Linked DNA regions of Mus musculus: regions 2, 3 and 4 are each linked to region 1. A link is a contact called in public Hi-C data. All regions are on one chromosome and are shown on one strand. The core of a region is the stretch at or near the end of the contact, and the rest is flanking DNA. Distances in the headings are between cores, read along the strand shown. Region 1 has its middle 30 kb from the start of Tut7. Region 2 has its middle 21 kb from the start of Gm5084. Region 3 has its middle 62 kb from the start of Gm5084. Region 4 has its middle 94 kb from the start of Gm5084.

The links. A called contact is a pair of places that touch in the nucleus more often than the background predicts.
Region 2: a contact with region 1 is called in a Hi-C map of uterus, with 3 times the contacts expected there. The contact joins two enhancer-like sites. A contact is called at or near these places in 4 of 39 promoter capture datasets (cranial neural crest, frontonasal cranial neural crest, maxillary cranial neural crest and 1 more), 1 of 15 datasets of contacts at CTCF or cohesin (the NIH/3T3 cell line), 1 of 484 Hi-C or Micro-C datasets (uterus), 3 of 115 datasets of contacts at active chromatin or transcription factors (astrocytes, embryonic fibroblasts and fibro-adipogenic progenitors) and 1 of 9 other capture datasets (embryonic stem cells).
Region 3: a contact with region 1 is called in a Hi-C map of uterus. The contact joins two enhancer-like sites. A contact is called at or near these places in 2 of 15 datasets of contacts at CTCF or cohesin (the NIH/3T3 cell line and embryonic stem cells), 9 of 484 Hi-C or Micro-C datasets (the BV-2 cell line, embryonic stem cells, myocytes and 3 more), 5 of 115 datasets of contacts at active chromatin or transcription factors (astrocytes, embryonic stem cells and fibro-adipogenic progenitors) and 2 of 9 other capture datasets (embryonic stem cells and embryonic trunk).
Region 4: a Hi-C map of uterus shows a contact between it and region 1, with 2.2 times the contacts expected there. The contact joins two enhancer-like sites. A contact is called at or near these places in 4 of 39 promoter capture datasets (the 3T3-L1 cell line, cranial neural crest and hippocampal neurons), 2 of 15 datasets of contacts at CTCF or cohesin (both in the NIH/3T3 cell line), 5 of 484 Hi-C or Micro-C datasets (adipose-derived mesenchymal stem cells, muscle stem cells and uterus), 3 of 115 datasets of contacts at active chromatin or transcription factors (astrocytes, differentiating embryonic stem cells and heart atrium) and 1 of 9 other capture datasets (embryonic stem cells).

The regions. Positions count from the first base shown.
Region 1 is chr13:59,852,256-59,854,955 of GRCm38.p6, reverse strand. No RefSeq gene overlaps it. Among named protein-coding and RNA genes, the nearest start is that of Tut7, 30 kb to the right of the region's middle. Within about 2 kb of position 1,310, at least 30 of the 459 cell types and tissues checked have an H3K27ac peak or open chromatin away from gene starts, as enhancers often do. A contact at or near this core is called in heart atrium and uterus, where this site is marked.
Region 2 is chr13:60,225,011-60,227,710 of GRCm38.p6, reverse strand. No RefSeq gene overlaps it. Among named protein-coding and RNA genes, the nearest start is that of Gm5084, 21 kb to the right of the region's middle. Within about 2 kb of position 1,345, at least 77 of the 459 cell types and tissues checked have an H3K27ac peak or open chromatin away from gene starts, as enhancers often do. A contact at or near this core is called in uterus, where this site is marked.
Region 3 is chr13:60,266,263-60,268,962 of GRCm38.p6, reverse strand. No RefSeq gene overlaps it. Among named protein-coding and RNA genes, the nearest start is that of Gm5084, 62 kb to the right of the region's middle. Within about 2 kb of position 1,297, at least 38 of the 459 cell types and tissues checked have an H3K27ac peak or open chromatin away from gene starts, as enhancers often do. A contact at or near this core is called in uterus, where this site is marked.
Region 4 is chr13:60,297,876-60,300,575 of GRCm38.p6, reverse strand. No RefSeq gene overlaps it. Among named protein-coding and RNA genes, the nearest start is that of Gm5084, 94 kb to the right of the region's middle. Within about 2 kb of position 1,360, at least 36 of the 459 cell types and tissues checked have an H3K27ac peak or open chromatin away from gene starts, as enhancers often do. A contact at or near this core is called in heart atrium and uterus, where this site is marked.

The DNA.
Region 1 (2,700 bases), core at 61-2,560:
AGCATGCATGAAGCCCTGGATTTGATCCCTAAAATCAAGTAGACTGAAAGTTGTAGTGTATGCCTATAATCCCCACCCTGGAGAGGTGGAGGCAGGAGGATCATAAGGTCAGGGCCATCCTTGGCTACATAGCAAAGTTGAGGTCATCCTGAGCTACATGAGACCCTGTCTCAAAAACTAAAAAGGAGGCAAATTATTAAATTTATTTTACACCATTTGGGGATGTATTATGTCATTATGTCAAACCATGCATTTCTTGCTTAAGATAAATTTTTATTTATTTTAGTTGAAGGGAAAATATATATGGAAAGTCGAGTGGGAGTGAAATATTTAAATATATAACTCCCTCAGGCAGTAACAGGTATAACATCTCTAGGTTGGAAACACAAAGGAGCTTAATGACTTTAAATGAATGACCTTCGTTAAAAATGAAGATCACGGCTGGTATGAGACCTAGGGCCCCAGTTAGTTGAGAAAGAGTTTGTGGAATTTGAATTTTTAGAATTTAAGTTATTTATTATTTGGAGACAAGGTCTCACATAGCCCAGGCTAGCTTCCATGTAGGTGAGACTGGTCATGAACTGTTTGATCCTCTAGAGTACTGGGACTACAGAGTGGGCCATACACCTGGGCTGCATATGGGTTTGAATTCTCTCCCCTCAAGAGAGGGAAATAGAGGAAGACAAATATGTGATTAAGCCATAGCCAACGGATGATAGATGGTCAGGGCACGAGCTTAGGAGGACAAGACTCAGCTATGATTTGAGACCATTGCAGGAAAGTCTAACAGGGCAGGAATCACAGAGCACAGAAGGCTTTCTTTCCCAACACCCATCAGAAAGTGCTAAATTAATTGATGAGGGGGACTCCCCCCAAACTCCCCTCTACAAAGGGGCTTTCTTCACTGTAAAGCAAACTTTGCCACTCTCCAGCCAGCTTGAATAATTGTGGCATGTTCTAGAAGCTATTCACTGGGAAGTCACGGCCATGCCCTCAAGAGACTGTAGGAGCAAGACTTTTCCTTAAGAGGCAGGTCACTCTGCAGACTCAGTGCCCCTGCCTGTTCCCAGCATGCATCACTCCCACGCCAGGGCTCAAACAAGATGGCAACTCCCTGAAGAGTCTCCTCAGCCACCCACAAGAAGCCACTGAGCAGAAGTCCTCATCAGAGGCGATCACTGCCACAGGTCAGTCTCGTGGTTCCTCCTGATTAACAGCCTGGCCTATCAAAGAAGCCAGGAGTGACCACAACACTTCAAGTGTTTTGAAAGCCCCAGCTGGCAGAGTGTCAGCGTGCACCGAGCCAGCCCTCGGTGTGTTGTCTAACCGCATGACCTTCTCCAGGAACCCATTCCTTTGGCTGACAGTCTTCTGTGGAGACAGAGTGTCCCTCTTGCGGTTCACAAATACCACTTAGGCTGTGTTTCAGCTCTGCCCAGGCACTGGAAGCTCTGGGTCTTGCTGCCTTCTTATCCCCTCCCACGGAATCTTGGGAGTGCTCCGCTTCCCTGATTTGTTTGTTCGATTTGTTCTCTTCGAATCATTTCAATTTTTTTTTAAATTTCTCTTTCGCCCCGTCCCTGTCTCACTTCCAACTTTTTTCTCTTGAGCTCAGATAAAAATAAGCAGAAGCAACACACTGTGTGTGTCATGGCCCCTCTCACCAGGTTCCCCGCGCAGACCTCTTTCGCTGGACGCATGGCTTTTATTATAAACATACGACTGCTTATTTATTAATTATTTTATTTATCATCTGTTCTTAATGCAATAAATCCACAGCCCACCGAAAGAAAATCAGGAGTCCCAACACAATCCTACAGCGGTCCATTTGGTAACTCTGGTCACTCCACATGGGCACCCCATGGGCACCACATGGGTCACCAAGGTAACCCGGCACACACACCAGAGGAAGCCTGTGCCTCGTGCCTTCCTTCCCTTTACTCTCTTCAAACTCCTTCTTTCACACAGTTCCATCTACCAAAGCTCCCTGATACTCAACCACCCTAGACCTTTACATTTACGAGCGAGTGTAATGTCACCTGTTACTGCTTTGTCCATTTAGTCCTGTTGTATGCTAGAACCACTTTTGCTATTTGTTTTAAAATAAGCTCAAACTTAAAACAATGGTTTGAGGGTGGGGGATTGTTTTTGGTTTGGTTTCTGTCCTTCTATTGTGCACGTGATGGGTGTGGAACAGTGGGGGATGGGGAGAATTCAGCTCATGTGAACACACACTAACCATCTGGCTGCCTGAGGAGCTCTTGGAATTCTCCCCTCTCTACCCTCATAGGCTGGGCCATCCTGGGATCGATGTGTCCATGTTGGGGAATCGAACCCAAGTCCTTGTGCTAGAAGACAAAGTACTCTTACCCACTGGCCACTTCACCAGCCCCCGAAAAGGCCTTAATAGGACCAGCAACATAGCTCAATTGGTAGACTGCACATCTTGCATGCGCAGAGCCCTAGGCTCAACCCCTAGCAGAATATAGATTTTTAAAAACTAACAATAGAGTAAATATAAAATCCCCGCATGATGGGACTCGCCTGAAAGTCCAGCACTTGGGAGGCAGAGTCACCAGCTAGAGACTACAAAAGGCTTTCTTTCAATCTATGGAGGTGTAATAACTGAACAGCTATTATGTTCTTAGTACTGTGCTTGGGAGGCACACAAAGTACAACTGTAAAGGGCTCACAAGCCAA
Region 2 (2,700 bases), core at 96-2,595, 370 kb before region 1:
GTTGGCCAGAGAGGGGAGGTCTGAGTGTGGGGGTGGAAGTTGGGTTGAGGCACATTGATCATTACATCTTCCCATTGACCACTGCCTGCGAAACTCTTCCTACTGCAGACGCCTGTTTGGGAATTCTCTGTGCCAAGGAATGATATAGGAGGAATACATTTCAAAAAGCAAACATCAAAGTACCCTCTAGCAAGTTTCTATGGGGACCAAGAATGAGATTTTGCGGACCAGTAAAGCTTCAGAGATAGGAAGCTTGAGTTCATCATTGCACCTTTATGCTGCCCATCAGCTGTTGAGGGATGGCTCTCCTCTGCACTCCTTATCTGTTCATCACATGGCCTGCTAAGGGTTTGGTGGTAAAGGAAAGTCAGCACACTGTCAGTGTGTGGTGGCACGGATGGCCATCTTGACTTCCCCTAAGTTCTTGTCTGGACCAGCACACCTCGACCTATCAGATGGGAACTGAGAAGCAGACTGCTCCAGGCCTCTGTGGTCCAGCCTATGAGAGGAAAGAAGAGATTGAGGATGGCCCTGAACAGCAGGGAGCATCACACACATCCCCCGGAAGTCGCAGCTCAAACTTTGCACCATGCCTGAGAATGAGTTTGCCCACAGCGTCTGGCGAGCAAACAAATACAGAAACTCTTCAAACTTCACTGGAGTGGAGGGGTGGGTGCCGGGATGGTGTTATACACCTTATCAAAAGCTCAAATTGATTCAGATCCAATTAGAACCACTTTTGTCAAAATCCCAAAGATGTCAAAAGACACGGAAGCAACAGAAAGATGGAAACTGTCTCCAGCAGCCAGCACACGGTACCCACGGCTTTCTTTTGTCCACCCCTGCCCCCACCCCCACCCCCTAGCTCTCTCTTGTTTTCATCCACAGCCTCTCCAGAGCAGCCTTGGAAGACCTTGGACGACCACAGGGTAGGATAACATCTCCCTCTGAAATCCAGAGAGCAGCTGGTTTTTTACTCAGCAGCAAACAGGAATGCCATTTCCTTACTTCTCCAGACATGCTTGCACCATAGAAATAGCCGGGTCGAAGGACTGAGTATTTCTATGCACAGGCTCCTTCTTTTTTTTTTCCACAGACTTCTAACTTAATAAGGAACGGCTGGATACTGTAACTTTTTGGCAGAGAGAGGGAAAAAAAAGAGAAAAGGGGAGAGAGCCAGAGGGGAGGGGAAAAGAGAGGGAGGGAGGGAAGGGAAAGGGGGGGGCTCTTTTTCAAGACGGAATTGTTTACGATCTTTGTCTGGCTGGTGCCACCTGACCCCCTGGGAAGGGTAGAGTTTCTCCACATCCATCACGCCTACAGAGGGCTGTGTCAGGAGCCCGGAGGCCCTCCCCCTGCCCATCTATGACTGATGAATCACTGCAGTGCTCTGAGACACCCAGGCTGGACTGGAGAAGGTACATTCCCACCTCGCTCAGGACACTGTTGCTTTTGTGAGCACACTCCTCCCTTGTCTCTGCATCTCCCGCCTCTCATCTCATCTCTGCGGAGACCTACCTATGCAAGGGGTTGCTTTTCCCAAAATGTCGCCGGAAACCATCAGCATTCCAATGTGAGCAAAATGGCTGTGCCTGTAATAAACTGGGGCCTAGCCATTAAGGTATCAGGATCCCAAAGAGCATTTTGCAACACAGAGAGGCTGATGTCAGGCCTGACAAGATAGTTATCTGGTAAGAGCACAGACATTTCTCCAACCTGGCTCTCCACCCAGGAAAACACTGTGAATGGCTTAGGCTTTGGCTTTCTCTGGGAGCTCAGTTTCTAGCATGTTGGCAGAGCTCCAGCCTGATTTATAAACCTTCTGAAGCTCCCCTGCTTATCTGTCAAAGTGAAATTTAGATAAAGTTCCTCTGCAAGTAGAGATCAGGCCCAGCTGAATTGCAGCCATTAAATAGGCCTGGAAACTCCCTGTCAAGCACCGAAGCCAGCTCATCTTAGTATTGCATAGAAGAATCTTGAAGAACTACGGCACCGGGTCACACTATTTCATCTCTAAGAATCCCACCCCCGAAATTAATAAAGGCATTCTTTACTATCACATCTGATAAAGTGTCGAAGATTGCTGAATGGCCCTCAGTTCTTCCCAAGAATTACAACAGTTCTGGAAAGTCCTTTACATACATAAACACACACACACACACACACACACACACACACACACACACACACCATATACCAGAAACTGCAAAGTAGGCTTGAGTCCAAAACTAGAGCATGCAGAGCTGTCCTGAGACAGTGACAGCCAGAGGAAACTGGTCCTATCTAAAGGTCACTCACTGTCCCATACCCCGTACACAAGTACACAAGTCTGACACTTAATGTTTTTAAGAAAAGTCATCGATTCCGATGCTTGGGTGCAAGCTTTGAATGGTAGCCTCCGATTCAGCTTCAAGCCAAACAACATGTATGCAGAAGGATCTATCTATTACATAGTATGGAGGTATGACTCTTAGCAATTCACAGTGTTTCTAAACGATTACAAAAGTGTGACATTCCACAACATGGATAAATGATATGCATGAGATGGTAACATTAATTACCTTAGTTTGATCATTAAACAGTGCATATGTATGTCTAAGTTATCAAACTGCACCCCACAAAATATGCACAGAAAAGTACAGTTGGGCATGCAGATTTAGGCCTGCAGTTCTTAGCTGAGGTGGGAGAATTGTTGAGTTC
Region 3 (2,700 bases), core at 48-2,547, 410 kb before region 1:
GTAGAGAGACACTGGTTTCCTTAGCATAGGTGAGACTCACTGAAATGACCCATTTGGAACACAGATCATACTCCAAGGTTCCACAGCACCTCAGCCATGGCCTCCCTCACCTGAAACTGCACAAATGAAATGCTCACCCCAGGGTCTTGGTGCTTCTAGGGGAAGCATGCTTGTCCCTGGGGTCCCAGAGCCAGCCCTGCACTGTCTGGTGTCAGAGCCACCATCCATGGCCTTACATATCTTCTTCTCTTCCAGAACTCAAACAGCAGAGTGGTCCTGAAACTCGATCAACTAAACCCAAATGACCTCAAAACTCATGGATTACACTTTCCTGAATATAGTTGGGATTTTAGCAGCAAATACATTTGGCTCCTCACAGTTCGTTCTCCTGAACTTTCTGTCTGGACGCCGGGTCTTAGCGGGACGCCAGGAAGGGGCGGGACACCACCTGCAGTTTCCAGGCTGATGGCGTGGATTTTATTAACCTCCATAGTCGTGCCTGCCTCCTCGTTTGAAGACTTTTGTGAAAGGCAGCTTGAGAGATGTCTACTCATAACTTCCAGTCCCTGGTGGGAAAATGCTCCTAGGTTCAGAACTCAGAAAGGGAAAGCCAAAATCGCTTCTAGGGAACACTCGGTTGCTTTTAACAAACCCATTTGTCTGTCATTTTCATTTTATTAACAACAGCACCAGAGCCCTTTGGTGCTTCTATGGCTGTGTTCTCTCTTTACTCTGATTTTATTCACTTGGTCCGCAAATACCGTTAGCATTTAGTCTAGGCTCCGCCCCACGGTTACCTGGGAACAGCCAGGTGTGCCTCGCTCACTATAAAAGGGGCTGCTTGCCCCCTCCTCTCTCTCTTTCTCCCTTGCTCTCCCTCTGTCCTCTCGCTCTTTCCCCAGCTTCTCCCCTAATACTTCTGCCATCAAACCCAATCCCAGGTACTTCGGTCTCTTTCCCGAGCCTTGGTGTGAGAACCGGTCTTGTCTCCCCCTTGATGAAAGCTGTTCTTGCCCACCTGCTGCCAAGAAGGCAGAGGCCAGCTCAGCTGAGGCTGCGCCCTGGGGGAGGGCGGCAGGAGGCGAAGGTTCCAGTGAGGAAGAACAGACCACTAATAAATCGCACAGTCATTACCCTTTATGCATACTTCTTCTAATAGGTGTTGCAGATTCCTGCCTCCTAATAAGGAAAGGAAGTGGGAACACATAAATTCTCTCAAGGGAGTCAGACAGCCCGAAGCCACGTTCGACAGCTGCAAACGTTACCATGCGCACACAAGCAAAACATGGCTTTAAAGAGCCATCCAGGGCTAGATTCTGGCAAGGTTCCCTTGGATCTAGACTGTGTTTTTGCATTGCTATAGCCGAAAAGGAGAGCATTTCTCCCGCCAGCCACACGGGCTGGGCTGATTAAATAAACAATGACATTAATTGATTGATGGAAAGAGGCTTTATTGAATGCATCCCAGCCTTGGTCTTTATCCCAGAGATTTGTTTGTTTGCCTGCTGGAATGTTTAGTTGTTTACTTAACTGATTCTCTCTCTCTCTCTCTCTCTCTCTCTCTCTCTCTCTCTCTCTCTCTCTCTCTCTTCCTCCTCTTGTTCTTCCTCCTCCTCCTCCTCCTCCTCCTCGATCTTACCTAAGCCATTCAAGTTCTGGCACAAGAAAGAAGCATTTTGAAAGTTTTTCTCTGCACTGCCACCTTGCCACGAGTCTACCACGGGCTTAGTAACGCTGCCTCCTAGCCGGCCGGCTTTTTTATCTTCTAGAATTTGCTTTTCCTGGGGCCATCTAAGGGTTTGTTGAGGATGGGCTGCCCCATACATACCTGGTGATGCAGAGAAGGAATTCAAGGCCGAGTTTAACAGGCTATTTCTCCATCCCCCTCCCCCAACCCTAGGCTCTATGGTTTACAGAGAACATCCATGAGAGTAGGTAGGGCCAGGGTTTACAAGGAATCCAGAAGGTTAGGGCAGCAGACAAGAATTTGTTGCCTGTTTCGATTTTGTCCAAGGTTTGGCTTTGTTATAATTATATGACTGAGTCTTTCCTAGGAGTTCCTGTCAGCTCTCCCCAGGGAGAGCTCCGGGTCCTACCACACAGCTTCTTTCATCCTTCACACTGGCATGGCCAAGGAAGGGACTTTGGGAATCAGTGTGTGATTCTGAGCTACTTCTGACTTCTCGACTTCAGGATTGTTTTGCCCCATTTTTCACCAGCAGAGGCTAAGATGCCCTTGCTCAGAAGACCAGCAGAACTCGGAGCCTTGCATCTCCCCCCAGATGGCAGGAAGGGGGCTATGTTCCCCGTTTTTTGTTTTTTGTTCTTTGGTATGGTAACTATCAGCATTTCTTCTAGGCTCTACCCTACAGTTACCTGCCAACACTCATATGCCTGACTCACTATAACAGGGGCTGCTTGCCTCTTCCTTACTCTCTTACTCCCTTCCTCTCTTTCCTCTCTGCCCCTTCTCTCCTCATTCCCCTCCCCCCTCTCTCCATGTGTTCAAGGTTAGCCTCTACTCCCCGTGCCCTAAATAAATTCTATTCTACCCTATACCCATCATTGTGTGGTTAGTTCTCTCTCTCTCTCTCTCTCTCTCTCTCTCTCTCTCTCTCTCTGCCTCTGCTACCCCCTTAACTCCCCTCTCCATGTCCTAAATAAGCTCTATTCTATGCTATACCCATCGCCTTGTGGCTG
Region 4 (2,700 bases), core at 111-2,610, 450 kb before region 1:
ATGCAGTGGCCCCCAAAGAGCTCAGGGTCACTGAACCTGGCTGAGACTTGTCAATGGGCCTTTCTTGTACATGCTCAGTATGTCAAGACTCACTCAGATGCAGGGATAGAGCCGAGAAGAAAACAGAAATCATAGCCCATCAGTTCACATGCAGCTTACACATCCCTAGGTGGGCAGACAGACAGACAGACTGACTGACAATTATCTCATAATAGGAAACTGCACAAATGCCAGGTGACATGACAGTTATCTTCAAAGAACCGGAGGTCCTATCAGGTGTGGTGGCTCACACTGTGGATCCCAGCACTGGAAAATCAAAGGCAGGAGGGTCAAGGCCAACTTGGGCTCCCTGGCAAGAAGAGAGGACATATTTTAGGCTGAAAACGAATATCTACATTTTTGCTCGACTTTGCACTACTTCCTATTTTAGAAAAGTGGGAAGAAACTCTGGAACCACTTTGCAGAGACCTTTGGTTGGTATTAAACTGCATATCCACAGGGAAAACACGTTTTCCAACCTGATGTCTAATGTCTGTGTGACAATGTAGCTTAGCCGCCCCCCCTCCCCCAACAGTGTTAACAATGTCAGTTTCAAAAGTGTGTGGGAATCAGGGGCATTAAATTTAAATACCTGGATATGGGCATACCTAGCATGGATAAATGCATATTTCTCCTTAATATGACATGAAAGGTCAATATGTAAAATGACTGACCTAACGAGCTTTGCTCCAGGGTAGGGAGAAGGACAGGAATACAGCAAAGACCTCGGGGCTTTCGTTTTCTATGGTGCTGAGACACGGTAATTGTTTGATGATCAATCTGCAAGCTTTCTCCCCACAAACCTCTCTCAGCTTAAAGTCAAATGGAAAGCTAGGTGTGGTGGCACTTGTCTGTCATCCCAGAGTGTGTGGAGGCTGAGGCAGGAAGACTGCTGAGAGTTCAAGTTTAGGATACATAACAAATGTGAGAGCAGCCTAGCTCTCAAACAAAAAAAGGGTTAGGGTTAGGGTTAGGGCTAGATCCTTTCTCAGACAAAAGAAAACAATTAAAAATTAGACTCAAGTATTTCTGGGTTTACAGGGATGTCTGTCTACCTCTTAGTGTATGTGTTGAGAGGACTTGAGAACTGTACCATCAAAGTCAGGTCTACGGCACTCTCCTGAGACCAGGGTGAGATTGGGGTTAGCAATCCTGCATTTTAATTGTCTCTGTTGTAAGCAAGGATGGTCTATCTGCATTGGTCTGGCTCCAAGTGCTCTCTATCAATCACAATGCCTGGCTCATCCCCAGTCTCCTCGAGGTCGTGTTGAATTTCTACACACAAGAGGCACGCAGAGCAAATCTGAAGAGAAAGAGCCCTCTGTGTCTGGATCTGGAAATTCTCCCTCATTTTAAACTTAATGAGAGGCCAGAGCCCCAGGGCTCACAATTCGCTGTGGCTTGAGAGGTTTTATTCTGCTCCTAAAAGCAATAAGATGCTATCTCTAATTTCAACAAATTAGTCATATTTCTGTATCGAAGGGGACACTGATTTTAAAATGTGATGTTCCTCAGGTCTCCCAGGACAAATGCTACTTCTGGGAAGGGCACTTATCAAGTGGGAGGCTCCCATGAACCCTGGGCCCACAAGACTCTCCACTGGAAGCAACTGTTCCCTGGGAAGGAGCCAAAAGGCCCAACTCTCGAAATGTGGAAAAGGGGAGGAAGGGGGAGGGACATGGGACTATGGTGCCTCTCAGAGGACACATAGCCACATGAATGTCAGAGCATTGATGTGACAGAGGATGCTCTTCCCTCTTCCAGGGCAGCTCTTACCCTCAAGGGGCTAGGCCTCTACAGGAGATCTCTGCAATCTCAGGAAGTAATGACATGTAAGTGCACTGTGGGTCATGGACACACTTCAACACTTGGCAAGCTGTGCACGCATGGATATTTCCCAAGATGTGGAGGTCACATTTTGCTTCTCATTTTTTCTAAGTTTTCTTTTGTAATGGGAGAACACTGTTTCTGAGGATCCCTAGATCCTGAGCAGACTGGGCTCACAGAACTGAAGAGATAAGATCCCAGTGTGGGAGGAACTGGGGCAATGGCGTTGCGTTGGATGCTTTGACAGTACTAGACATGACTCTAGAACAGTGATTCTCAACCTGTGGGTCACTACCCCTTTGGGGGTCAAATGACCCTTCACAGGGTGGCCTAAGACCATCAGAAAACAGAGAAATTTACATTATGACTCATGACAGCCGCAAAATTACAGTTATGAAGTAGCAACAAAAATAATGTTATGGTTGGGGTCACCACAATATGAGTAAGTGTATTAAAGGGTCACAGCATCGGAAAGGTTGGGAACCACTGATCTAGAGCGTAGCAGCCATGCTCTTTCAGCTATTCATTTTGCATAAGTGCTTGGGCCAGAAACACAGCTCCAAGCTGTGGTCCACAGTGGGGTGAGGATGTCTTTACAAGCTATCTATTGAAACCCTGACCCTAGACTCTTCAACAGAAATGACGATTAGGATGAGTCATAAGCAGGCCAAGTCTGAGTTGGCCAGGAGGGATCTGAACACAGAATTAAGCACGAGAGAGAGAGAGAGAGAGGCAAAGAGAGACAGAGAGACAGAGACAGAGACAGAGACAGAGACAGAGAGAGGAGCTTAGAGGAAGAAGACAGCAAGGTGTGGGTGGTGCACACTCTACTTC